Regions from separate parts of the Mus musculus genome. Here all the other regions are linked to region 7. Evidence: chromatin contacts called from public capture Hi-C and promoter capture Hi-C data. All regions are on one chromosome and are shown on one strand. The core of a region is the stretch at or near the end of the contact, and the rest is flanking DNA. Distances in the headings are between cores, read along the strand shown. Region 1 holds the start of Klhl34 (kelch-like 34). Region 2 holds the start of Cdkl5 (cyclin-dependent kinase-like 5). Region 3 holds the start of Sms (spermine synthase). Region 4 holds the start of Smpx (small muscle protein, X-linked). Region 5 holds the start of Mbtps2 (membrane-bound transcription factor peptidase, site 2). Region 6 holds the start of Phka2 (phosphorylase kinase alpha 2). Region 7 holds the start of Eif1ax (eukaryotic translation initiation factor 1A, X-linked).

Region 1 (4,021 bases), core at 61-2,560, 1.6 Mb after region 7:
CCACAGATGCCCAGGCCTCCGACAGCCAGGAGACTCTCACCTACCACACCACACCAGAAGTAGGCCCTTGCTTCTCGCATGGCAGGCACCTGTGTCCAAGTGTGGAAGCGCGGGTCATAACGGTGCACTAAGGCTGTGATTGACCTTGAGCCGGCAGCCAGGGAACTAGATGGGCTGCCAGGAAGGCTCTCCCCTCCAAGGACAAATAGGAAGTTGCCAGTGGTACATACACTGTGGCCTAGCAGTGGTGTGGGCAGCTGTGTCAAGCTGTGCCAGCTGTGGTTATACACGTCGAAGGACACCACATCCTGGGTGAGCTCCCACTCCTTCTCCTCCATCTCTTCCTCCTCCTGTCCCTCCTCTTCCTCTGGTTGAGGTGCAGGGTGCCGATTCTGAACTACCTCTGGTAGGCCCATGATCTCCTCGGTAACCATCTCCCTAGCTCTGAGACCACCAACTAGCAAGATACGGGTCTGGGGACTCCGAACACTAGTCTGTTCTCCCTGCAGAAGCGGCTGGCTGGAGGGTGCTGTATGGTAATTGAGGGCCTGGATGATGAGGCTTTTGATCCTAGTAGGTAATATAAGACCGGAGCCCGAGTATATGCGCCGCAGCACACCAGCAGGCACCAGGCCAAAGCGGATGCATCCAAGCAGTGTTGAACTATGTGCCAGGCGCTGGACCTTGGGTTCCTGCTGCAGCCAGGCTAGTGCCAGGCCCAGCAGCCGCGTCTCAGGCACCCGTGCCACGTCAGGGGCGCCCAGCACAGCTTTCATTGATATAGGATTGAGTTCCAACAGCCCCGAGGGGCCAGTGCCCATCAGTAACAGGCCCCCCAGGTGGCGTACAATACAGCACTCCGCTGCACCTAGGGTGCGGGCCAGGCCAAATCGAGCTGCCACATTGGCAATGAAACAGCAATTCTCTGGGGCAAGCTGGCGTTCCAAGTAGTGGGCACACAGTCCCAAGGCCTCGGTGACTTGCAGGTAGCTGGCAGCCTCCAGAGTGTCCTCCACAGTGTCCATGGAGAGGGGCAGCCAGGCAGTGTAGATGAAGTCCAGCAGGCGCTGTAGGCCGGCCGCTGAAGGCACACGCAGGTGAATTACGCGAGCCCGCGATTCCTGAGTGTGACTCTTGAACAGGGCCCTGAAGTAGTCGCTGGAGCACGCCAGAAGTGACCTGTGTGCTGGGAACTCACTGCCCTCGGCCTCCAGTGTCACGTCGCACAAGAAGCCCTCAGCGCGTAGGGCCTGGTAGCCAGTGAGAAGAGAGCTGCCGTGGGTTTTGCAGTAAGACAGGAAGTAACTCATGATGCCCAAGGCGGGAAGCTGGGATGGAGCCAGCCCAGCGCGGCTGGAGGCATCCCATAACACGGAACCCCCACCTCCGCTGTCCAGCTGCTGAGCCCCTAGCAAAGGCTGATTTTTGCCTGCTCAGCTTAAAACCTAAGGTTCCTTCATCCAGATTTGGCTGTTGCTCCGTGCCCCTCTCAGACAAAGTAAGATGTAGAGACAATTTCCAAAAGCCTCTAGTAGCAGAGGGTGTGGATTTCGGAGTCTTCTCGGTATTGCTAGACTTGTTTTCAGCTGGTGAGCATGACAGCGCGTTGCCCAAAGCCGCCTCCCCTACACAATTTGGGGAACCCACACTTGCACACCAGGGGCGGCGGTGGCCGCGCACCATCACCTGGAGAGGTCGAGGGTACTGAATCTCCAGAAGGCCAGATGCGTGGATGTGGCCCTATTGTGGGTGCCCCAGGACAGCAGGATGGTGGCTCTGATCGTGGCTGCTCCGTAGACACTCGCACAGTCCGAGGACAACTGGCTAGGGGGCTGGGGGGTGAGCTTGTTCTGAGAGAACGATCAAATCAAAGCCTGTGGCACTGGGGGGAGAGCAGGTCAGCTTAGAGGATTGGGAGCGTGATTGGGCGCTGTACATAACAAGCCGGTAGCTCACAGCGACAGGAATAGTGCTCGCCTTGGCCGGCTGGCTCTCGGGCGACCCGCCCCGCCCTGCGTCCCAGCTGCTGGCTGCGAAGCGCACAAAGGCTCAGCAGGAAGCTTCCTGAGCCAGGGCAATGACTTCTGTGACCTGACTGGCCTCCAGGAACCGCAGGGAGGGGGCGTCCCTTGGAATGCTGAGCTGAGGGAGGGGTGGCAAAAGCTAAGGAAGGGCCCAATTCCCTTGGGACTCTTGTCCTGGTAATGTGTTGACAGGGATACCTGGCTAGGCTGGAGGCCCTTTTGGTGCCCCTGTGCATGGGAAAAGGAGCCTCAGGCTCATCTTTTGGCTTTGAAGAAGTTCTAATTAGTCGGGAGCAAGCTGGGATTAAGAGGCAATTTTGCGCACTGACACCTAAGAGGAGGCCTCTGCTCAGAGAAGACTCTAGGAAGAGCTAAACCAGAGAGAACCCCAAGCTCTGGGCCAAGTTCTTGTGCCCTGTGTGAAATTCAGGGGCACTTGCCCTTCCTAAGGCAGGCAGAGTCTCCCAAGCTGCCTGGTTTTACATTCCAACCCCTGCCCTCTGACCCCAGGGGAGCTAGCTCTCTTGGGTACTCTTGCGCTTATGAAAACCATCTCTTTGCAATGCAGAGAAAGAAGTTATAACTAACTCGAGTTTTCTTTCTTTGAATGACAACTCCTCAAAAAAAAATGTAATTTCTTCTAGTTTCCTCTCTGCTTTCCCATGCTCTGATCTAATGACTGGCTGCCACATTCTCAATGCCAAGACAAGACAATGGGCAGTAAAGTTGCAAGGCTCAGGACAGTTGTGGTTTCTGGGGCCCCTCCCTACAAAGTGATTTTTATAAGAAACACCAAACAGAAATGGTGACTAAGAGCACCCTATTGGTTGCCCGAATCCTGCTCTCGCATTAGGAGTTCATTAAGCCCTCTTTCTTGCCAAATTACAGGCTTCAGTTTTGTTTTGCTTCCAGCTAGAGTTTGTCTTCCTGGATTTCGAAAGTGGCCCCTCCAGCAGTCCTGATCTAGATGAGTCTTTCAGACCAAGTTCTATTTCACAGAAGCAAAAAAAAGAAACAAAAACAAAAACAGTCCTAGGAAAGATAAAAAGGCTGTCATTTCCTACTTGGCCAGCCGGGTCTCCGATTACATATGATTTTTTAATTTCATAAAATATTAGTAAAAAATTCTGCTGAGCTGAAGAGATAGCTCTGCACTTAAGAGCATTTGCTCCTCTTGCAGTGGTCTTGGGTCCAGTTCCCAGAACCCACCTGGTGGCTCACATCCATCTCTAACTCTACTTCCAAGGAATCCAACAAACACCCTCTTCTGGCCTCTGTGCAGGCACACAAGTGGTGCACAGACACACACAAGCAAACCACTCATACACATAAAATAAAAATAAATATTTTAAAACGTGATACTGCTGCCAAAGACAGAATTAAGCTATAACTTAAATTGCCAAACTATGGAGTGTAGGTAGGGCTGGGGTTGTACTCTTAAAAAAAAAAGTTCCAACAGAAAATCCTAATGTTAGAGGTACAAATGGATTCAGGGAGAGTGTTGCTCCTATGGAGATGGAGGATGGCATTAAAATGTGTGGTTCAAAAGTGAAATATAAACTTGGTGCAGCGGCACGTTGCCTTTACTTTTAGCACTCAGGAGACAGAGGCTGGTGGATCTCTGAGTCTGAGGCCAGCCTGGTCTTCATACCGACTTCTAGGCCAGCCAACCCTGCACAGTGAGATCCTATCCAAAATAAAAGGTGAAATATGACTATGGTTTATTTCACACAATTCTCCATTTTAAATGTAAATGCCCTTCACTCAACCTAGTCAAATTTTGCTAGAAGGAATTTGGGGGAGTGTTAAACCAAACCTTGATCCTTTCCTCCAAAATCAGGTTTCTTTTTACACAAATGTGGCAAATGCGCTCCAAAGAAAGAATGCTTTGTCTGGATGGCTTGAATATTGATGTATAGTTTGGCCAAGAACCCAGGGTTGCCTTTCTACTCTATTATGTGACCTCATGTATGATAACAATCAAATCCTGCAACATG
Region 2 (3,643 bases), core at 987-3,486, 1.6 Mb before region 7:
AATTTCACATAAATAGCTACTCATTTTTCAGTATGTGTATCTCTTTCTACAAACACTACAGATTTATTTAGTTTGCCCAAAAGGGCGGTTCATGAAATTCTTTTTAGACAGTGATTAAAAGACTTAATCAGTCTTCTAGCTTTGTCCTGAATGTATTTGGATAGGACACATGTATTACAAGCTATTATTTGTTTATGTAAAACTCAAATTTATGGAGGCAGCCTGTGCTTTCTCTGTCAGCCCTAAATATCTGTAGAATTGCTATGGAGTAGGCATTTGCAGGGAACTATTAGTGCTCTTTTTACAGAAGAAAGGACCTCAGGTAAATGACAGCATGGTATTTCTTTAAAACACTTAGAATGTCTTATCTTCTCTCAAAAAGGGAATTAACTGAACTGGATGTGGCTCCAATAAACCAGTACTAAAAACCAGAGCAAAGCAAATGTCCTTCAGTGAAAGGCTGTGCTTGTCCATGGTATGGCTCCTTGGAAAACATCTAATACAGCTACTTAAAACGACATTGAACTTACATCTGTGGCCATTCTGTTACGGTTTTTTCCTTACCTTCTTCTCAGAGTGTTCAGATAAACCATCCTTCCTTTGACTCCAAGGCAATGCGGCTGAAATTTCTAGTACAAAGGCACTGACAGGGGGTGATAAAGCAGCGATTGTCCCAGGAATTCTGGCTCCACGTGGGTGAAGCATGAGGTCACAGCACTGTGATTTTGCAACTGGAGGAGGCAGGAGCCTCTGCAAAGCCTGACTCCATTTTCCCTCACTGTTAATTCCCTGCTCCTACCTGGAAAATTTTCTAATATGCTTCCTGAGAAAGTGGGTGCCTTCAATTGACTATGAAATATTCACCACGTTATGAAAAAGAATAATCTTGTTAGCTTGGTTTCAAGTAGACAAACCAATTGTATAGCTACCAGATTGAAGACAGGAGTAGATTAAATGGATTTTATCCAAGATATCTATTTTCTATTACAAAAAAATTAATTTCTGACTTGGTGGCATCTTCGATGTCATGCACTGCCTATTTTCTGCCCCCAAACCCGGAAAAAAAAAAAAAACCTTTTCTTTCTCTCTGCTTTCTTTTTTAAGGTGGAAATCATGCAGCTTTTCATAGATTTGTCTGCAAGGTCTTTCATAAAAGATTTTTTTCTTAGTTAAAAAAAGTGCACTGGAACTATCTCTATCTTAACCACTAGTCATCCTCATTGGAAACTCGATTCGCGGTGGGACTTAAGATCTTTTTATTTCTACTGGTGCGGCGATGACTTCATTGTTGGTTTTTTTTTTTTTTTTAACCAGCTGGGGAATCGTGTAAAGCAGAGCAGCGTCGGACTGGAGTAGAGTTGTGGTTTGCTGCTGCAGCCCCGGCCGCCACGGTTTGCACGCGTCCAGCTGCTGTGTAAGGAATCCTCGGGCTGCCAGTTCTTTGCTCTTAAGTCACCCCAGGGAATCGCAGGCTGCGAGATGAACGTGAATATGAATGTGTTTGCGCGCGCGTGCACGCACAGCTGCAACAGTTAGGAGCAGCAATGGACTTCAATATTAAAAAAAAAAAAAACCTACGACCGAGATGAGCCATCCTTCGTCCTTTATTTTCAAGTAGTGCCCGGGCTCCCGCCCGAAATGTGGTCCCCGCCCTCCACCCACTCCGCTCACTGGTCCCCAGAGAGGGAGGCTAGGATAGCTGCGCTGCAGGCAGGATTTCCCCTTTTTTTTCTACCGCAGTGACAGGTGGATTCCCGGGCCTCCTCACCCCCCTCAACCCCCGCATCCACCCCTCTCTCAGTCACGATCTCTCCCTCCCCTTATCCTATTCCTCCCTCATTTCCCCCTCCCCACGTAAGCTCGCAGCCTGAGCCCCGCCCCTCCCAGCCTAGCAGCCCAGGTTGCTAGGGCCTGGCAGGGCAACCAAACCTGGTGCCCCAGGAGGAGCATCGCGAGCGCGCATAAGCGCGTTCGTGTAGTAGAGGGCTAGAACAAGAAATCCTGGTTCTAGGATTTTGGGGGACTCGAGAACGAGCGGCGTGGGCGGGGCGCGCGAGCCCGAACTCGAGCACGAGCGCTTTCTCTTCATTGGCGCCTATTGGTAGGCGGGGCTAAGGCGGGACCTAGCGGAATGAGAGGAGTTTGCCGATTGGGCCAAATGGGCAGACGGGGGCGGTGCGATCATCAAATTAGGCTGCGCGTTCGCTCCGGCGAGAGGGCGGGGCCGGAGGTTTCGATTACTTGTCGCTGCCGCTAGGGAAGGTAAAGCGGTGACGGCGGCCGCGAGAGTGAAGGCTTCCCCGATAGAGGTGGGGGACTCGGCAGGGTGAGTAGTTGCGTCCGCCCGTCAGGCCGTCTCATGTTGGCCGTGTGTCCACTAGCTTGTCTTTAGAGAGGGAACCCAGTCGGTCCACTTAGGAGGGTAACAGAAGGGGTAGCAGCGCAGGTCCCTGCACAACCGGGAGACACGGTGAGGGAGTCCCAAGCTGGAGTCTCCCTCGGCGATCCACCACGAGTCTCTAGGGTCTTCCCGGAAGGGCTGGGGCTGGAATTTTTGGTGCCAAGAGACAGAGGGGGCTGTGCTAGACGTATGGTAGGTCGAGGTCGGACCCCGCGGGGCTCCCCTTTGCTGCAGGTCTGCGGTGTCCCCACCCCGCTGCCCCCGTGGCCAGGGCTCTCCGGGCTTGCAGCAAGGAAAGCCCTTTTCCGCTAGCGCCGAGGAGGGCCCCCCGAAACCCCCGCCCAAGTTCCCAGAGAGCCCGGGACCCGCCGGCAGCTACGACTCTCAGCCCTGGTCCTTCTGACCTTGGCTGCCCGGGAGGGTGGGCGAGCGCCCCGCCTGCAGCCCCGCAGGTTTCTGCCACCTTCCACAGGACAAGTTTCAGGCGTTACTGTGAAGTTCACGGCTGGCGTGCTGGCAGAGAAGCAGAAATTGACCTCTTCTCAGATCTTCCTACCCTTTGGACCTTCATAGAAATTGAATCCTGGGGTTTGGAACCATCTGCCAGAACGAACAGGTCCTCGCACTGACACGTTTTTCTGTTCTCTTCTCTTCTTTTCTTTTCTTTCTTTCTTTTTCTTTTGTGCCCACGTTGGGGTAAAAAATAACCTGGGCATATTTCAGTGTAAAAGCAGATCTTTCTTGGGGGTTTTGATTTTTCGCTTCACTTGAGTTAGGCATGGCACAGATGCTTGGATAAGAAAAGCCTGACCTTAGTCAGGCTAGACAGACTAGAAGGATGCTGTGATATTTAAATAGTTGCAGATCAGTATTCTGTTAACACAATTATTTTTAATTGGCTGAAATTTAAGCTGATTTTAGAAAGTATTGACACAGAATAATTTCTTTCCGCGCATCTGATTTAGGCTTGTTTGAACGTAATGGTTATGTAGGCAGTATAAAAGATTACACAAATTAATTTGTCTGAGAGTATTTGACTGGAAAAAAGAGGCATAAATATGTATAGAATATAGGATTAGGGTTTTAGGTAACATCTGCTGGAACACTTCCAGCTTGTTTGTTTCTTGCTGTAGGGTTACAAAAAAGACATTTTGACTGAGACACTTTGGAATTTATAGACTGCATAACATTTAGATGTAAATTCGTTTTTAATTCCTTTAAGTGTATTAAAATGTTTCAGTA
Region 3 (4,036 bases), core at 559-3,058, 1.9 Mb after region 7:
AGGTAGTCATAGCCCAGTTGGAGAGGTTTATAGAGGCCTTTGCTTTCTTTCACTGAAGAGACACCATGACCACAGCAAGTCTTATAAAGGAAAACATTTACTTGGGGCTGGCTTACAGTTTAGAGGTTTAGTCTCTAATCATCATGGCAGGAAACATGCTGGAGGAACCAAGAGTTCTACATCTTGATTCACAGGCACCAGAAGGAGACTGTGTGCCACACTTGGTATAGCTTGAGCAAAGGAGACCTCAAAGCTTGTCCCCCACGTTGACACACTTCCTCCAACAAGGCCACACCTCATAATAGTGTTGCTCCCGATGGCCATGTCTGCCTGCCTCTACCTCACAAGTGCTGAGATTAAAGATGTGTGCCACTAACGTCAGGCTCCTGTTTCTTATCTTTAATAGTCTTGCCAGGATTATGCAGATTAGTGAGAAGACCCTTGCAGTAAACTGCTAACATCATCCTGACAATACTGATCCTATATCGAGCATCCTCTTCTCTTCAGGGCTCTCTTTTGACATCACTTCATTAAAGTATCTCAAGGTTCTTCATTTTGCCCTTTGCAAGGTGAAGTACAAATTCTAGGGCGGATATGCTTCAGCTGGGAGCCCATGGTGGTCTGCAATGTTCTCCACAATCTACTGAGCAAGACCAGCTACATACTTATCAGCAAAACCTCAGATGCCTTCTGCTCTGAAATTTTCAAGAAATTCAAGAGGTTGACAGCAGATAGTGAAGCTAAGGGAAGGCAGGTGGCTTACCCCAATGCTGGCAGGGCATGAAGCACATGTCCTACGCGGGAAGCTTCACTACCCTTAAACACACAGGAGGACAGCTATGTTCTAGTGACTTGACTCCAGAAGAAAGGAAGAAAGAGGAGCTTGGGGCTGATACATTGGGGCTGATGGAGCGGAACACAAATTAGCTTACAAAACTGAGGACCTGGTCTCCAGAGAAGGAAATAAAAACAGATGGCTATGGATAGGAACAAAGTAGGAGCCCACTGAAAAGAGATGCAGTTGTTGAAGGACAAATATGACGTCAGTGTTAGGTTCTTGCAGGACAGGGAAGGACTACGCAAAACTAACCAACCAACCAACCAACCAACCAACAAACCAAACCAAACCAAACGACCATTCGAAATGGCCTAAGGGAAAGCTAAACTTAATGTTTTTGTGTTGTTGAGGAGGCACAGAGTTCACTAATCTGAAGTTTAACAACCATTACAGAAATTCCTGGTATCAGGAGAGGCACAGCAATCCATACAATGATGGAGTCAATTTGCCCTGGGATTTTGCTCGTGCAATAAAGGATCCCTTTATTCCCCAGGCACTTCAGTTCTCTTTTGTCCCATCTTGTTGAATGCTACTAACGGTCAAAAAAGAGGCCAAGGCTGTAGGTCCATTGACAAAAAATAGAGGTACCGAGGAGGGGGAAGTCCTGTGGAAGAGGCTCTCACATCTGCAACTTCTCAGTTAGGCTTTAGTCCTTGATTCTTTTCCAAATTTGCATGAAAATGTATGCTACTTGAATGCCCAGGAGCCTTCTATTCTGTTCTTAAATACTACCCCTTACCAATAGAAACATTGTTAATAATCCCAGCGGGGTTCACGTGCATTTAAAGAAAAAGTCAGGCTTGTACTTTAAGACTACAGGGGTGGTAGCATTTTATTTTCTTCAAATGGTCAGGAAGTAACTGGGGCTTTTGCTTGGGGAGGAGGGGTAGGCATATGGGGAAGTGTATAGGGAGGCCCCCCGGAAGTCGCGCTGAGCCGTTTAAAGCTGGGTGACCTCCTAACGGATGGCGAATGGCGGGAGAGCATGGCCAGAGCTTTAGCGCAGGGCGCGGCCATTGGTGACGCATGCCAGGGAGCCCGGCGCCCGCGATTCCACCATTAGCGAGGCCTCACACCCAGCGCTTCAAGTTCGGGGCTGGAGGCGTCCCTGCTTCCTCCTCTAAGAGGCGGGTCGGCCCCGCCCCCGCGCCCCGGGTCGCTTGCCCGCGGCCCCTCCCACCTCCTAACTCCTGGCCTCCCCCGGCGCAGCGCACTCCCCGCCGGCCCGCAGCCTGACACGCCGCGCGGTCCCTCAGTCTCCTGCGGTCGCCTCCCCAGGCATGGCACAGGGCCTCGCCACACTATGGCAGCAGCAAGACACAGCACGCTCGACTTCAAGCTCGGCGCCAAAGGTGAGGGCGCCGCTCGCCACCTGCACGGGCGCCGCAGCGGCGGCGGCGGCGGCGGCGGCGGCGGCGGCAGCGGCAGCGGTAGCGGTAGCGGCGGCGGGGCGACAGTTCCCTCCGCGCCTGCGGGGCTCGAGGCCACAGGACCAGGCTCCTCCGGGGCGCGCGCGGCAGGCTGAACAATGCGGACGGCCGCGCGGCGCCTGCGTCTGCCGGGCTGCTGCGCGGAGCACGCTGCGGGCCCTCGTGCACCGGCGGAGGCCGCGCCGCGCCCCCGCGGTCCCCCGCCGCGTTTGGTCCTCGGCTGAGCTGGAGGCTGGCGCACTGCGGGGCCTGGGAGAACCGCGTCCGTGTGTGCCAGCCGCACCGCCCGCCCGCCCTTCCGGGCCTGGAGCGTCGGTCCACGCGGGCTCGCCGCCCTCCACGCCCCGTTGTTGGGGGGGAATCCCTTTCAGCCCGTGGGGCGCGGCGGATCCCCGGGGGAGGCGGGTACCGGAGCGCCTTAGCTCGTTCGAGGCACGGCGGGCGAGGCAGGCCTGAGCGAGGGGTGTGTGCGGCGCGGGACCGCTGCCCACGCCACCTTTTCCTGTTCTGGCAGGCTGCTGAATTTCCCTCTTGGGTGTGTGTGTCGGGGGGTTCCCCTTAAGGGCAGCGAGGGTTGAAGGAGGACCAGGGCCACTCAGCGCTTGCAAGGTTTTTTTTAGTCATCTAAGGAGATGAAGGATCCTCTGAAAAGGGACCCGGCGGGCAGAGAAAGGAAACGATTATTATTATTATTGGGGGTGGGGAGGGATGAGATCTGGGCGCGGGAACTAGAGCCACCACCATCACCATCACCCCTAATCCTGGAGGCTCAGATATTTGAGCCTGGTCTCGGCAGAAATGGTTGGGAGAGTCTTTTTTGCGTGATGGAATTTTGAAGGGTAGGGATGGATGTACTGCTGGCTTCTTTTCTTTGAGAGAATCAAGCATGGGCGCAGTGGGCGGGAATGATTGGGCCTTTAAACGTGCGACTGCGGCAGACTTTCACTTACCAGATCATCCCGCACATAGTGTGGTGCCCCAGTCTTCCCTTTTCTCTGGTTTCTCTATTAATGGAACACGTGGATTCCACTCTGCTTTTTCTGTCGGGATTTTTTTTTTTAACACCGACTTAATTGCTTTTGAACTTCTGAGCTCACACTTTGTACTTTTTCTTCCAATCCTAAAAGATCTCGGAGCTCACAAGATCAATAAATGTAAAGACAAAAAATAAAATCGGGGGGATTTGGAGCAAAACCTGGATTTCAGTCTGCCTCTTCTAATTGATTCTCTTCTGTGGGTGGCCTTTTGGGTTTATCTCCTAACGTTTTGGAACCTCATCTTTTTTTTTTTTCCGGGGAGGAAGAAAAAAAAAGAGAGAGAAAGCAAGAAGCAAGGGACAGTGCACACTCAGGGCATTTACTGTGGTCGGGTGAACTAGAGGGTTGTTAGGTAAGCCAGTGTGCTTGGGTGGTCGGAATAGAGTTTAAAAAAAAGTAACACCGTTCACTTCCCACTTTGCTTAGGTGAGGATGGAAGCAAGGGAGACAGTTGGGAGAGAATAAGGTGGTACTTGGGTGGTGGAGCTGGAGGAGTGTGTTAGGATCACAAAGGTTCTACTGTTATCTTGGCAGCTTACAGGGCTGATTGGTTAATGGGAGTTCTAGCACCGTGAGTTTAGTGGGGGAGGAATGTGAAGCAACTGTTGTGGCCTCCCAGCTGGGAAGGTGTGAATTTTATCTCTAGCATCCCATTTCCAGTAGGCTGGAGGGACAGTGAGCTCAGCATGGGGTCAGAGAAATTCTAGCCCTTCCACTGAAGAGTAAACCTT
Region 4 (3,878 bases), core at 292-2,791, 1.7 Mb after region 7:
CTACCCTACCACCACCCACTTCAGGGCCACTGCTCTTCATCCAAAGAGATACTCTTTACAACATGCAACTGCTGTGTCTGTCTGCTGAATCTGGCTAAAATTTGAAACACTGCAAGTCTGACAAGGCATATTGACTTTAATAAACGTGTGATGCTTGCCAACTGGGCACAGGTAAGTTTGCCTGGCAGTCTCTGGGAACTTTTAATGGTCTTTGTGCTGAGTCATGGTTGGTAGACTCCCCCTCCCCTTTGCTTTTGATTGGGCAGCATCTAATATCTAGCTTCTAAATAAAACCCTCCAATGTTCTAAAACTGGTCAACATTAATATCACTAATTTCACAAGAAGAGATGGAGGGGAAAATCAATTGCTATTTGGAGAGAAGAGCTTTGTTTGTTCTTTTTGAAAGGTCAAGGAAATGAATAAAGCACTATCTCAAAGGGATTTATTTTCTGTCCTGAAGCTAAAAATAATTCCAGAGGAGGGGATAGTATGATGCTCTGACTACTTCAATATGCTGGGAGGAAAGAGAGAATTTTTGCATTTCCAATCTGTGCCCACATAGACAAGGACACTCTACCCTGCTGGGTATAAGAAAAGAGTGACCAGGGCAAAGCTCTCCGAAAGATGGTTTGGTCTACACAACTTTGTTGTTGAGACCTAGCCTAGCAGTTAGGGAAAGGAGAAAGGGATTCTAAACTTATATCGTGTAACAACTCTCACCATCATTTTCATTTAGACGGGATTCTAAACTTATATCGTGTAACAACTCTCACCATCATTTTCATTTAGACAAACAAACACACACAAAAACTAATATTCCAGATTTACTCTGATTAATTCTCAGCTTAGAGAGTGTTGTCAGTCTGCGGCTGACTGTAACACTGGCCAGCAGAGCTTCAAGGTCACAGTTACCATATCTGGACTGTGGACATTCTATTAACAGCCCTGTCAGTGAAAATCCCTTCTGTTCAATACCCTTTCAACATATATGTACAGGAACACATGCACGCGCGCACGCGTGCGCTCACACACACACACTTTATAAAATAGAATCCGGGATACCACTAGTGTACAGGGAATTGACAAAGAAGCCACCCAGTACTTAGCAACCTACAAAGTTATGAGTAGTTACTTTAAGTTAGGGATCAAGAAAAGCTCCTTGTGAAAGTTGAGAGTGAAAGCTGGGTCCTTCTGCTTACCTGCTCTCTGGATTGGTTTACTGCCTGAGGACAGTCCCAGGCGGCCAGGTGCAAAAACACAAAAAGCGCTTTACAGGATAGAAGGAACTCCCGGTGTCCTCTGAGCGGGGATCTCAATTCCAGTGCTTTTCATGTGGCTGAAATAGCTGGAGTGCTCTGTCTCTCTCCAGTCCTGAGAGCTGCTCCTGGCTCGGGCTAGAAGGGAACTCGCTTTAAGGCTAAAGTGTTAAAGAGAATTCCTGTCATAGCTCACAGTTGTTCTTCCTAAATATAGAGTTTGATACAAGCCATAGGCTGGCTGCCTCTGAAAGGCTTGACCGTGTGGAAAGCAGGGCTCAGATATCAGCCTGGAGGTGGCTACGTTATCTTTCTGCCCTCCTAATCTTCTTGAGGAGGCTGGCTGCATTCTCTCACAGTTACTGAGGGGTGTAGTGAACTTCGAAAAACTAGGAAAAGTCTATCTTTAGCTATATTATCTAGAGGACAGAAAATGAGGAAAGGTTCATTAAAAATTGGGGGATGCAGGGTGCTGATGTCGGACGTTGCTTGAATCCAAGCTTAGTAACCTGGGAGCTGTTAAAGTTAATTAATAATCAGCACTCAAAAAGCAGTCACCAAATAATATAATTATACCATAACATCAAACTATAAGCCATTGTCCTAGTTTGTAGGTCAAACGTGGTTAAAAACAGACGAGCTGGCATGGTTGCTGGCCGTGGAGATGTTGCTAACTTGGCTTTCCTTGCTTTTATTGATGCATTAACCTTAGAGCTTGACACAAAGGAGACAGAAGAAGAGAATAAAACAAAGGGGAATGGCTACTTTTAGGTTTGGCAAGGGGCAAGATTAGGTACCTGGAAAGACTTTTTTTTTTCCAAATCCTAAGGCTCTTTGTATTGAACATGGCTTTTTTGATGAACTTCTTTAGTCTCTGAAATTAACTTCACATAAAGTTTCCCTTCGGGAAGGGCATGGTGGCTCACACCTTTAATTCTGGCATCCAGGAGGCAGAAGCAGGTATACCTCTGTGGTTTAAGATCTGTCTAGTCTACATAATGAGTTCCAGGCAGCCAGGGCTATGGAGAGTGATCCTATCTCAACAAAACAATAACTTAAACATAAACATCAAGAAAAATGAAGAGCTACCACACTAAACCATCTTCCCTTTGGTAGAAACACTCAGCAGAATAGACAGATTTAAAATATATCCCCTGGGTGACCACACTTCAAACCATCATGACAGGACATTCTCAGCACCAGACATCATCAACCATTCTTGCTATGTGAGGAAAAGAAGCTTTAAATTCTCTGAGTCAAGCACCACGTCCTGGTCAGGGGTGAAGTCACTGAGCACAGAGGACATCAATGGGGCACAAACTTGTACAGTGGTGAGTGGTTGTCATCTGAGCATCAGTGCCAGCTGGGGCCTCTCAGAAGCACCAAGAAGGCAAGCACTTTACTTGACTTCATTCCATAACCCCTTAAAATTTCCACTACTGCTGTCAGTTTAAGGCTCCCATAAAAGTCTGCACCTGCTGTGCAGGGAGCCACTGGCACACACGTCGGCACATACTGTGTCAATGAGTGACAATGAATGGGGCTCAAGGAGACAGGGGACAAGATAAGTCTATTTCTGACAGGGACGGCCAAGATGAGGAGCAAACAAAGCAAGAAGAGTCTCACTCAAACTGTGGAAACTGGGAAACCCGAGGGTACTGGACATTGATGGGACAGCTTAAGACTTTTGGGCATATTTCAATAAAGATCACCTTAGAGGAACAGAGCAATGTTGTTCACAAAACCATAATTCACCCAAGTCCCTTTTACCTGTGTACATATCTTCACCTCTACTGGATCTACACACACACACACACACACACACACACTACAGTCCAAGAGTGCAGCTTTCATTTGAATCATTTTATTTAGTCCTCTCTGTGAAGTTAGTGACATTGTGCTCATTGTTGAAAACACTAAGTGAAGACTCCTTCTGCTAACTCAGTCAGTCCTTCCTAGATTTTTTTTTTTCAGCCAAGATCTCATTATGCAGCTTTGGCTGCCCTGAAACTTACTAAGTTGACCAAGTTGGGCTCAAAGCCACTGAAATGTGCATGCCTCTGCCCCCCCCCCACCCCCCATCCCCGCCAACTGCCGGGATATGAAGTGTGTACCATACACTTGGCCTATTCCTAACTTTTGACTGTCAACTTCTTTCCTCAGAACAAAAAGCACACTCAAGGAAGCACATACTCCCATGTACATACATCTCTGCATATGCACATGTAAGTACAGTATCAATTAGGGTGCAGCCCTGAATAACAGGCATCTCATCATCTCACAAACCTAGGAATGTGAAAAGAGCTAATTCTGGGCTTGTTCAGAAATTCTATGATGTCAAAAGCGCCAGGCTCTTTCACGTTCGTTGTCCTTGCCTCTCTGAACAAGTCAGCATTTTATCCTTGACATTCCAAGATAGCAGACATAGCTCCAAGAATCAGGATCTGTAATGGACATCTAAACAAAGAGAAGTGGTGACTACGGAAAAGAAAATTCTTCCTCGGTTCTCCAAAATCAATTTCCCCATATAGCTTAAAAATAAAATAATAAAGTAAGGGTGCAGGGGAAAGGGTCTCACGCCTGCAAATAAAGTAAAGAAATAAATAGATGGCAAAAGGTGA
Region 5 (3,771 bases), core at 979-3,478, 1.8 Mb after region 7:
CATAAACACATGTATACAAACAGAGGTAAAACAGAGTCACTTCTGAAGCCAGAGACATATTACCAAGTAATTAAAACGTAAGGAAAACTCTGTGCCCTGCGCCTGTCACTGAACGGACGATGTGCCCCCCCCTTTTTTTTCTAACTCCAGTGCTTGCTCAACAGCTTTGGCATAGAATACAATACCCCATTATGCCACAAGATCAAGGTGTTTACAGATTAGTAGTTCCATTTGAGTGAACCAAGTAAAAAGTCAGGCTATATAACCAAAAAAGAGAAATTGTTAGCAGGACTATACGTAAATAAGGCCTCCAAGTTCACCTATTCTTGAGAATCAAGGATAAGTTTCCAACTAGCTTCACTGTAGACAACGCCTATGGCTTGTATACTAGAACAATTTTCTACGTTGCTTTACAGAAACTTGAAGGCGACTTTAGCTACAAAACCAAAACCACTCTTTTTCAAGAGCCTATGGATAGCTAATAGATTATGTGAATCCCGGCTTCATGGTACAGGTGTACACCTGTAATCAATCCTAGCACTCAGGAATTGGAGAAAAGAGGACAAGTTTCCTCTGCTATGTAGAGCTTTAAGTCCAGTCTGGGTTACAGACTTTGTTTTTAAAAAGAGAGAATGCCGTATGGCTAGAGGGTGTAGCTCAGAGTATCAAAGTCCTGGGTCCTTAGGTGGATCTGTACTTGGGGACACAGAGATGGGACTGCGTTTAAAATGATACAGCCTTGGGTCTGTTTCACAGAGCTTCTCATTTAATTGGTCCAGGCTCCAGAAACCAGGGGGACTTTAAAGGCCCCTGGTGAAGGTACTGTGCAACCAAGGCTGAGAACTACACTTTAGTTCACTAGACAGATGGTCAGTGCTCCAATTTTTAAAAGTTTCATCTAACCTATTTTATAGGCCAGTAGATCAACGGAAAACCTGCAAGGGCTGTTTCTCTCATCATGTTGTCCCCCTGGGACTGACTCAGGTAGTCAGGTTAGGCAGCAAGTGCCTTTACGTGTTGAGCCATTTTTCCAGGTCTAGAACTCCAATATGTAGCAATAGCCCAAACCTCAAGTCTTTTTTTTTTTTTTTTTTTTTTTTTTCCGAGACAGGGTTTCTCGGTATAGATCTGGCTGTCCTGGAACTCACTTTGTAGACCAGGCTGGCCTCGAACTCAGAAATCTGCCTGCCACTGCCTCCCGAGTGCTGGAATTAAAGGCGTGCGCCACTACGCCCGGCTCCTCAAGTCTTAGATGAAAGTTTTTGTTTTTTTTTTTTAATCAACAGCCAGGTATTTTTGATGCACAACTCTTAAGTGCAGGTTAACTCTGAGAGTTCAAGGCCAGCCTACTCTGTATAGTGAATGCCAGGCTTGGATTGCATAGTGAGACCCTGTCTTAAAATAAAGACCAGTTATATAGACAAATCTTACAAAACAAAATGTCGCGCGAAATAATCCAGATTTTAACAGTGTGGTTCTATTTACGCAGAATTCAACATTAAAAATAAATAAATTAATTAATAAATCAGAACGGGGCAGGGGACAGAAATACGTAGGAAGGGAAACTAGAAAGAAATTCTCTGGATAGAAATGCTACGTATGGGGCTGGTGAGATGGCTCAGCGATTAAGAGCACCAATTACTCTTCTGAAGGTCCTGAGTTCAAATCCCAGCAACTGCATGGTGGCTCACAACCATCTGTAATGAGATCTGACTCCCTCCTCCAGAGTGTCTGAAGACAGCTGTAGTGTTCTCACATATAATAAATAAATAAATCTTTAAAAAAAATAGAAAGAAAAGAAATGCTACGTATTTCGATTAAGATATAGACAGATATTTAGTTTTCAAAACACCGAAATGAACAAATGAGGCCTCCATTACGATATTGCCGTGCATAAAGACGTTAGAACGAGACGTGATTAATTTAAATGTGGGTATGTACTTCTGACAATCCCAAACTCCGGCTATATGAAAAGCACAACAAACCGGAGATGGAAATCAGTGAGAAGGAAGGGCAGAGCGCAGAGAGGGTCAAGCCTCATGAGTCACAAGCACGCTGCCGGACGGACGACCCGAGCTTCGAGCATTCCGGAGCCCGAGCGTCCCAGGAAAAGAAGCCCGCGCGCTTTTTCCGGCATATGCACCAAAAAAAAAAAAAAAACAAAACAAAACAAAAAAAAAAAAAAAAAAAAAAAAACGGCTGAGTGTCCTCACCGGAAGGGTCCGGAGGGAAATGTTGCCACCGGAGCAAAGAACCCGGTAGCACTTTAGTTCCTGCGCGGATGCTGGAGCTGGAAGGCTCCGGGCGGGCGCACGGCTGACTGGGGCTCGCAGAAGCAGGCCGCCGGGGCCCGCCGTCCATCCGTCGCTACGATGATTCCGGTGTCGCTGCTGGTGGTGGTGGTGGGTGGTTGGACTGCCGTCTACCTGGCCGACTTGGTGTTGAAGGTGAGGGCCTCAGGCCTCAGGCCCCAGCCGGCGGAGTCCAGGGCTGGTGCGCATGGTCCTGTGTCGCCCAAGGCCTTTTCTCTTCCCCTTCGGAGTCTCCGCGCCGGGCCGGGAGCCGCTCCGAGCGCCCGCCGCGTCTGCGTGCGCTCTCCCGCGTGGCGCATCCGTCCGACCGAGTAAAGAAAGTAGGGCAGGCAGGCTGCGGGAGGGGAGGGGTGTGGCGGCCACCGCATTGCGGGCGCCGCCGGGTCCCTGCGGCTTTTGGGCTCCTTCCCGGGAGGAGTCTGGCGGGCTTGGGAGGCACGGCTCGAAGGAGGAAAAGAAACGAAAACTTCCGCTTAAGAAAATGCTTTGTGGTTCTTCTTTGTGCTAAGGTTAGGACCCGTGAGACGCTGCTAGTGTTGTGATAAACCGAAATCAGATTGTGACTTAAATCACTGGCGTCAAACTCGAAAGTACACAGGAGCATCGGTGGTTCTAGTTTAAATTTAGATTCTGATTTCGTCAGATCTGGGAGGAAAGCTAAGATTGTGTATTTCCAGCCAGTTTCTCTGGCCCACGGACGGACAGTGCTGACCCACAGGCGGTGCTTTAAAGTAGCAAGAATTTACATAGCCACATTTTCTGTTATTCAAATTCTATTTACACCCTACACTCCCTTTTTCACAGTGACCACACACACTCTGAGCACACAGTGCTTTTTTTTTTTTTGAGTGTTGTGGGTGCTGGAATCGTAAGAAGAAATTTCAAGAGTTTGTCTGAGCACGTGTTTCAGACATCCTTGGAATGGAGTGGGGGTGGGGAATACGAGCTTAGAAATTCCCAAGGGTTTGGAAATCACAATCATAAATAGTAAAACCTTCATGTTTGTGTTCTTTTAAACAAAATAACCTCGTGACACTTCGTCTTAGGAAACAATAAAATCAAATGGCACCTGTGCTTCTTTGTCATATTTAAACGTTGGTATGCCAGGCTATGAAGAGCGAGCTTAAGAGAGCTAGGCTCTGCCACTTTCTAACCTCTGTGACCTTAGGCAGATCGTTACTTGTGCCTCCATTTCTTGTCTTTAAATTGGGAAAGCAACTGAAAGGATCACCTGAACTTATGGAGAGGATTATATTATGCGTCCAGATAATATACTGTATCGGAGGTCCAAGGACCAACAACACTTGGATGATCTGGGCCCTTGTTAGAATGGCAGACTCTCAGGTGTCACCTCTGCCCTGTAAAATCACAGTCTGAAGCTTAACAAGGTTCCCCTGATCATTTCTCTGCACATTTGCTTGAGAATCACTAGTGCAGTGGACTTGGTTTTAGTGCTTAG
Region 6 (3,451 bases), core at 17-2,516, 1.1 Mb before region 7:
TGTAAAGCAGCAACCAGAGTGGTCATAGGGTCCTCTCAGGGGGATTTCTAACAAGGGAGGGGCAGTAACAGTTGCCCACACTCTGGTCAGATGCAAGCCTTGGGAGTTTTTCACTCCTGCCTACTGTTCCCAGAGTAGAGTTAGTTCACTGTTCTCCTTCAGTGTGCTCTGTCCAACCTAACAGACTTCTTTCATCCAAAAGAGGCAGTAAGGAAGGACCTCGAGGGGGGTGTCCCGATGGGGGGAAAAAGAGGAAGGGAGGAGGAAGAGGAGAGAAAAAAAAAGGTCCCAGAATTCTGCAAAGCAGCCGCAGCAACTGTTCAAAAGCCAGAATGCCTGACTTGTGAGTAAAGTGAATAAAATAGCGATAAGGGAGTAGGGTGATAACTGGCTAGCAAAGGACTGGATTAAAGTCGGAAACCTCTTAAATAAATGCAAGCTCTCATGAGTGACAGAGGCCTTGGGGAGAATGAGTTATATCAGTGGGCAGTTTCCACCGTTCTCTGGGCTGCTCTCTGTTTACCTGGTAACACAGGATGGTTTGCTGCACCAGCCTCGCGTACCCGTCCAGGCGGACCCCAGAATTGCTCCTGCTCCGCATCTCGCCCAAGCTCATGGGCCACGGAGCTGGACCTGCCCGCTGGTGTCCGCCAAAGTTGCCGCCTCCAAGCTGACCTGGTCCTCAAAACATTCAGCGTCAATGAGTTTCTTCAAAGGGGGCCGAGAGGAAGAGTTTTCAAACTGAGAGACCCAAAGTATGACTTGCAAGGCGAGCCAACCAGAGTGTCGCGCCGCTGGGCGGTGCGGGGGAGGAGACGGGGGTGGCGCTATCGCGGCCCGGCTTCCTCCCGGTCAGCAGCTGCCCCGAGGGTTTCTAGTCCCACCACCATGCTCGACAGAACCTAGACTGGGCACTAGGCTGGAGAAAGGCCTTGGCGGTACCCCTCTGTTTTGGGAGGCGGCTCCGGGTTGCTTGGGAGCTCACCTAAGCTTTACTAGGCTCCGCCCCCCTCGTGGGGCGGACTCTCCAAGTCTCCGCCTAAAGGGAGAGGGTCTACAGAGGAAGGCCGCTGGGAGCGGCGGGGAGCTGGGCTCTTAACGGAAATTCAGTTTTTTTTATTGACTTTGCTCCTACCTCAACCTGCTTCCAACCGCGGCTGAGGCTAAAGGAGCAGAGTCCTTCGGTCGCGGCCCCCGGGGTACGGAGGCCACCCCTCACGCCGGCCCGAACCAAGAAGCGGAACCCGTGCAGTCCCGCCCGGAAGGAACGCGTTGGGGGGGCGGTACCGATCTGCTCGCAGCTCCGCCCCCAGTCCGCCTCCTCCGTGGGGTTTGGAGCCCTCCTTGTCATGGCCTGACCAGGAAGGAAAATGGGGCAGCCCGCAGGAGTATGGAGAACTTGGATGGAAGCAGAGAACAAGTCGGCTTTCTGGGTCGGCAATGACAAGGTCTCCTGAGCGGAGCCGCCAAACCCACCGGAGACTAGAAAGAGGCTGGGCCGCCTGGGCATCCTTCGGATGACCGGCCGTCATAGCCCCGCCCTGTCCTGGGCCTCACCTGAGGACAGAGTCCCCATAGTGGAGCTCAGCACTGAAAGCAAGAAAGGGAGGCCTGAGTACTGTCCTCCACATACACTCCTGGTACCCGTGGCTCCTGGCCTTAGCTCCTGGGAGAATTTTGCAGTTCATTTATAATAGTATATTTTGAAATTTGGCATCCCATTAGTTGTCAAGGTTGCTAACCACAGGCCGCATTCTTTGATCCTGTCTTCATTGTCCATCAAAATCTGGCCCACAAATAAATTTGACTGGGCAGCTGTTCTAATGTAATTGCTTCCACAAGCACTTTGTTATTCTCCACTTTGACCCATTTCATTGTCTAAAACTTACCTTTGCCTTAAAGACTAGGTCAGCCCACTCATTAGCGTTTCCAATTTTCTGGATTCCTATAGCAGTTTCCTCAGTAAAGATGGGGCAACGAGTCAGTTCGAACTGCACTTTATTCCATTTCTGATTTATATAGACATTTGTGTTACTGTTTCAGTTGTTTGACTTTTACTGTTTTTATCTGTTGGGGTAAACCTCATGCCTTGTAATGTGACAAGGTCAAGTGCGTGTAGCACATACTTGACTCAGAGTGGCACTTAAACCAGAGCTATTTTCAGCACCATTTGGAAATAGTGTATTGTTTACATTTTAACTGAGGCATACTTTTCTAACTGGATTATGAGATGCTTATGAAATAGCTTGGTATCTCCCACCACACCTGGCACAGAGTTGATTGTACATGTGTCTAGGGCTCAATGTTGATGGACTGAAAATGAGTCCTGCTTATTTGACTCCCCTTATAGTTAGTCTTTAACTAAAGCACCCAACCCCTATCAGCCCACATACTTTTTCTCTGAGACAGAGTCTTGTCATGTAGCCTAGGCTGCTCTCAACTATATTATGTATCCAAGACTATTCCTCAAACTCACAGCAATACTTCTTTCCTCGGCATCCAAAGTGTTGGGATTCTGAGTACGTGCCACCACACCCAGCTCGAGTACTTTTCAACATTCTTTTCAAGCCTTGGTGCATGTATATGTTTTACATTGGGCAGTTCCCCTCATATCTTCTTACCATTCTTTTCTCAACTCATTATTTGTTTTAATAATGGCACTGAAGTTATGAAACAGTGCACAATGTACTTCCATGTAGGAGTTGCTGTGGCCTAGGGAGTAAGATTAAGCATTCAATTACCATAATTGAATCCCTTTAGTAATCTTTCTATGTACCTTTCCTGGAGATTTCATATATTCTTCTGTATTTAAAAGGTGGCATCATTGCTTATTTTTAGGATGGCTTGTGTTCTCATTGGAAGCTTAAGACTCTGTCTTAGAGGACAGCATGCAAAGTGGAAATATCATGTCTTTTGAACCTAAAGTACCCTGTCTCTGAATTGGGAGGGTCCATTCTTAATCAACTTGAAAAAACTAACCAGTTAACCAAATTAAACTATTTCTGTAATAATTTAGTTTAGATGACCTGGAATCATTTTACTTTCCCATTACCATAGTGTAAAAGAATGTTAAATTTGTCTCTGCTCCAACTTCTTGCAGCTATATAAGATTGAGAGTCAAGGAGAGGACATACCAGGGACTATAAGGGTTTCTTCATAGTGAAGAACGTATCTATTAAATATATTTTAAAAGCATATATTTTAAAGCCAGGAATGGCGATACTTGTAATCCCATCTTTGTGGATACTGAATCAGGAAGGTCCTGAATTTGAGGCAAGCCAGCCAGGGTTACAAGGCTATATAGCTATCTAGGTAAACATGATAAAAATACACTATATGGAATTCTCAAATAATTAATAAAATATTATTTTAAAGGCTATATATTTGTGATAGTTTGTATATTCTTGGACCAGGGGGTGGCACCATTTGGAGGTGTGGCCTTGTTGAAATA
Region 7 (3,791 bases), core at 281-2,780:
TATGGTTTTTTTTTAAATGTGTGCGTGATTGTGGAGGGGTGGGGGAGGCAGAAGAGGGCATTGGATCCCCTGGGGCTGGAGTTACAGGCAGTCATGAGCAGCCCTATGTGGGTGTGAGAACCTAACTTTGGTTCTCTTAACCAGGAAGGCGTTCATCTCTTCTGCCCAAAGGCTTTATTTTTATTTTTTTTCTAAAAAGGGAGCTTCTCTGTGTAGCCCTGGCACTCACTCTGTAGACCAGGCTGATTGACCTCAGCAATCCACCTGCCTCTGCCTTCCTAGTGCTGGGAGTAAAGGTGTGCGCCCCTCCCCCCACCCAAGTTCATCCTGTGTAATGTGTTCCTCTCCTGTGGGAAATAAAAGCTTTCCACTACTTTGTACTTTATATTTTTGAGAAATTACGAGGACAACGAATATAGCAAGCCTGTAATGCCAGCTACTCGGGAAGCTGAGGCGAGCGAATCCCAAGTTCAATGTTAGTTTAGGGTTCCGGGGCAGCCTGGAGACAGACAGAGCAAAGCAAAGCGGTAGAGTGCTGGTAAAGATAGATTTGATCCCATAAAAAAAAAAACACCACAAAATACTGTAAATATATAAAAATGAGAATGATCTTAGGAACGCTGCACTTCTGCTTAGAATTTGTAATCATTTTTTTATTTATCAAAATATATACACGATCAGAAGCAAACGTGGAAAAGTTGGCTCAATGTGGGTCAAGGGCTCTGTGGAAAAAGTTAAGCCCCGGTAAAACTATGGAGCAAAGTGATTCTCTAGGGATGAAATTTGCGAATGCATCAAAGTACTGGCCACTGGCTACACGGGTGCGGCCTCACCAGTACCAACTAAGTGTCCATAAAAAATCCTAGGGAGGAGGTGCCAGATGGGCACGAAAGCAAGCGAGGCATCACCCTTTTTCAAAGTTCAGATTGGCTCCCAGGGCTTAACTCCCCAGGTGTTGGGAGCCCAAGAAGTCCGAGGCAGGTGTTCCCATGAGTCCCCCGGGCGCCGCGGTCAATGTGGCGCGAATCGGGGGCACGAGCCCATATTCTCACACAGGAGGCCCTACAAAAAAAAATGGCGTCGGCTCCACCCCAATGTGGCCAAACTGGGAGCCAGGAGTAACTTCCCTGCGCTTCTGCCCAGCTCCAAGTAGGACGCAGAGAATGCAGCCCGAGGAGAGGCAAGAAAAGATGGCAGGAAGGTCACTGAGGCCTGGGCTGACCTCGAGGCCGAGAGCAGCGCCAGGGAGCCGGCGGGGAGCAGAGCCCCGGTCCCGGCGGCGGCGTCCTTACCTTTATTCTTGGGCATGGCCGCAAAGACTGGCTGGCAGCGTGTGGGACCGCACTCAGGCTGGCGGCAGGAACTGCGGTGACTCCGACGGGCAACGCCGAGAAGTGCGCGCCACGAAGACCGTGCGGGAGGTCGGGAAGCGTGCTCAGGAGAGGCTGGTCACCCGTGCTTGCGAGAGCCTCCCGTGCCCACGCTCGGCAGTGGCAAATGGCGTCGCGGCAGCGGGCGGGGCTTCTCCCCGCCCTCCTCCTCCTCCCCGCCCTCCTCCCCCCCCCCGCCCGCCCGCCCGCCCGCCCGCCCGCCCGCGGAGCCCAGCCTCCCGCGACTCTAAGGCGCAGGCGTGGCCAAGGGGCAGTCCTAGGGTGGGAGCCTAGGGAGAAGCCTGCCAGGGAGGCGTTCACTGCTGCCAGTGGGCACGCAGTAGGTGGAGTGGGGCCTCCGGCGTCCGGAAGGGGGCGGGAGGGGCCCGGGCGGGAGGGGCCCGGGCCCTGCGTCACAGTGGAGGCTTGGAGGAGAGGAGGGGAAATTGAGGTGGTGCAGGCTGCTGGCTTGGGCATCATCTCGGCTTCCTAGCCAAGTGAGCCCCAGGCTTGACAAGGTGCTGACTCACTAACCTCAGAGTTGAGTTTTAATGGGGCCCTTTCACCAGCCCAACCAAGCTGGAAATCTAAGGGGGAAGGAGAGAAGGCACTTCTGCCATCCTCTTCCAAACTTTAATAGAATATTTGCATGATACTTAAAAATAAATCTTGTCCCTAACTCACTGTAGCTAAGTCTGTTTATAATGCTCAACAGAATGCCTGCACATGGTAGGTTGCTCAGCAGACATAGGATAAAAGGAATGGAAGAAAGTCGATGTTAGGGTCCAAATCTCCCAATATTCATGCTGAAGTTCTAACCTGTATGTATATTACTCTGTTTGGATATAAGATCATTAAAGAGCCTATATTGAAATGAGATCCTTAAGACTTGATGCCAAGACTTGACGTTAGCATGGTAACATAGGCCTTTAATCCCAGTACTGTGGAGGCAGAGGAAAGTAAACTATGAGTTACAGGCCAGCCAAGGCTACAGAGTGAGACCCTAACTCAAAACCAAAACCAAAACAAAAGCAATTAGTACCTAGGCATAATGAGGCATAAAAAAGAACAACCAGTTCCTGAGCCCGTAATCATCTGCAAGCCATGAAGACCTCAGAAGAAGCCAGATTTGTCTCTACCTTGACTTTAGACTTGGAATCTTCAAAACTGAGCAAAATAGTAGGTGGGCCTGGTACTCATGCCTATAATCCTAGCACCTGTGAAACTGAGGCAAGAGGATTCCTGCAAATCTATGGGAAAGCTGGGCTACATAGTGAGTTCCAGGCTAGCCTGGGCTACATAGTAAGACCCTGACTACAAAACACACAACACAGTCAAGAGAACGTACATTTTTGATGTTTAAACAACTCGCTCTCCCATTCTTTATTCTGGTGGTTCCAGCAAAGGAATACTGCATAGATTCTCAGAACAACTAACTTCACTTCAAACTAGGTTTATTGGGGCCAGCAAGATGGCTCAGTAGGTAAAAGCATGTACCAGGAAAGTCAGGCAAGCTGAGTTGAGTCCCTGGAACTCGTGGAAGGAGAGAACCAACTCCATAAAGTTGTCCTCTGACAGCCACACCTACCCCTCCATTCTGGCAATAATATAAAGAAATTTAAAGGTAAGCTTATTTTAAATGATCCTCTTGGGAACATTAGCATTTTAACATTCTCTAGGGAAGGAGACTAAATGAAAGAGAAATAAGGTATAATGAACCAACAGTACTTCTCTACCATAGACATTTGGCAATGTCTGGAGACATTTCTGGTTGTCAGGAGTGGAGGTAGGAAGGAATGATGTTGATGCCAGAGTAGAGGCCAGAAATGCTGGCAAGCATCCTACAGCTGCTGCCCTGCCGAGAAACTCAGCGACAGATAGATTTCTCAGAGTGTAATTAAAAGATGACAGGGGAAACCGGGCATGTTACCACACACCTTTAACTCAGCACTCCAAGTCTGAGGTGGCAGGAACTTCTGATTTACATATACAGTGAGACCAGCTCTCAAGAAATGAAAAATGACAGGGGAATCAAAAGGTTCTGGTTTTCTCTTTTCATTTGTATTTTTTCACCCTACAGGCTTTTTTTTTGGGGGGGGGCAAGTCTCACTATGTAGCCCAGTCTTCCTCCATCTCTACAGTGTGGAGATTGCAGAAATGAACTACCATGAATGGCTGAAACTCCAAACGCTTCTAAGATTGGGCTCTGGAGTTTAGAGAGACCTGAGTTTAAACAGATTGTTACAAAACTTCTTACTCTATGATCCGGGACAACTAGATCACCTTTGTAAGCCTCAGCTCTCTCATCCTGGGAATTAATGTAGTATGCCAGGTGTTTAGCAGTTATGCCTGGCACATAAGTAATCACACCCAAAGTGTACAACTATATGTTTAAAAGTCAAGTACTGGATGTAAAGCCTC

What was found. Promoter capture Hi-C pulls out the DNA fragments that hold promoters and counts their contacts. Capture Hi-C pulls out chosen DNA fragments and counts their contacts.
Region 1: a capture Hi-C map of embryonic stem cells shows a contact between it and region 7, with 5 times the contacts expected there. The contact joins the promoter of Klhl34 here to the promoter of Eif1ax in region 7. A contact is called at or near these places in 2 of 39 promoter capture datasets (cranial neural crest and hippocampal neurons) and 1 of 9 other capture datasets (embryonic stem cells).
Region 2: a promoter capture Hi-C map of pre-B cells shows a contact between it and region 7. The contact joins the promoter of Cdkl5 here to the promoter of Eif1ax in region 7. A contact is called at or near these places in 3 of 39 promoter capture datasets (embryonic stem cells, erythroid cells and pre-B cells), 1 of 115 datasets of contacts at active chromatin or transcription factors (astrocytes) and 1 of 9 other capture datasets (liver).
Region 3: a promoter capture Hi-C map of pre-B cells shows a contact between it and region 7. The contact joins the promoter of Sms here to the promoter of Eif1ax in region 7. A contact is called at or near these places in 7 of 39 promoter capture datasets (the 3T3-L1 cell line, the C10 cell line, cranial neural crest and 3 more).
Region 4: a contact with region 7 is called in a promoter capture Hi-C map of second pharyngeal arch cranial neural crest. The contact joins the promoter of Smpx here to the promoter of Eif1ax in region 7. A contact is called at or near these places in 3 of 39 promoter capture datasets (frontonasal cranial neural crest, hippocampal neurons and second pharyngeal arch cranial neural crest).
Region 5: a contact with region 7 is called in a promoter capture Hi-C map of pre-B cells. The contact joins the promoter of Mbtps2 here to the promoter of Eif1ax in region 7. A contact is called at or near these places in 5 of 39 promoter capture datasets (cranial neural crest, frontonasal cranial neural crest, hippocampal neurons and 2 more) and 4 of 115 datasets of contacts at active chromatin or transcription factors (embryonic forebrain, extraembryonic endoderm stem cells, large pre-B cells and 1 more).
Region 6: a promoter capture Hi-C map of pre-B cells shows a contact between it and region 7. The contact joins the promoter of Phka2 here to the promoter of Eif1ax in region 7. A contact is called at or near these places in 4 of 39 promoter capture datasets (the C10 cell line, the HPC-7 cell line, erythroid cells and 1 more).

The regions. Positions count from the first base shown.
Region 1 is chrX:157,815,724-157,819,744 of GRCm38.p6, reverse strand. Klhl34 (kelch-like 34) reads right to left here and starts at 1,310. Exons shown (of 1, transcript NM_001081667.2): 1 at 1-1,310. The coding sequence starts at 1,310.
Region 2 is chrX:160,993,274-160,996,916 of GRCm38.p6, reverse strand. It overlaps Cdkl5 (cyclin-dependent kinase-like 5), which reads left to right and starts at 2,236. Exons shown (of 19, transcript NM_001024624.2): 1 at 2,236-2,326.
Region 3 is chrX:157,490,059-157,494,094 of GRCm38.p6, reverse strand. Sms (spermine synthase) reads left to right here and starts at 1,808. Exons shown (of 11, transcript NM_009214.4): 1 at 1,808-2,190. The coding sequence starts at 2,142.
Region 4 is chrX:157,696,636-157,700,513 of GRCm38.p6, reverse strand. It overlaps Smpx (small muscle protein, X-linked), which reads right to left and starts at 1,541. Exons shown (of 5, transcript NM_001252591.2): 1 at 1,201-1,541.
Region 5 is chrX:157,597,172-157,600,942 of GRCm38.p6, reverse strand. It overlaps Mbtps2 (membrane-bound transcription factor peptidase, site 2), which reads left to right and starts at 2,228. Exons shown (of 11, transcript NM_172307.3): 1 at 2,228-2,447. The coding sequence starts at 2,373.
Region 6 is chrX:160,499,977-160,503,427 of GRCm38.p6, reverse strand. It overlaps Phka2 (phosphorylase kinase alpha 2), which reads right to left and starts at 1,266. Exons shown (of 33, transcript NM_172783.4): 1 at 524-1,266. The coding sequence starts at 601.
Region 7 is chrX:159,369,917-159,373,707 of GRCm38.p6, reverse strand. It overlaps Eif1ax (eukaryotic translation initiation factor 1A, X-linked), which reads right to left and starts at 1,530. Exons shown (of 7, transcript NM_025437.5): 1 at 1,293-1,530. The coding sequence starts at 1,308.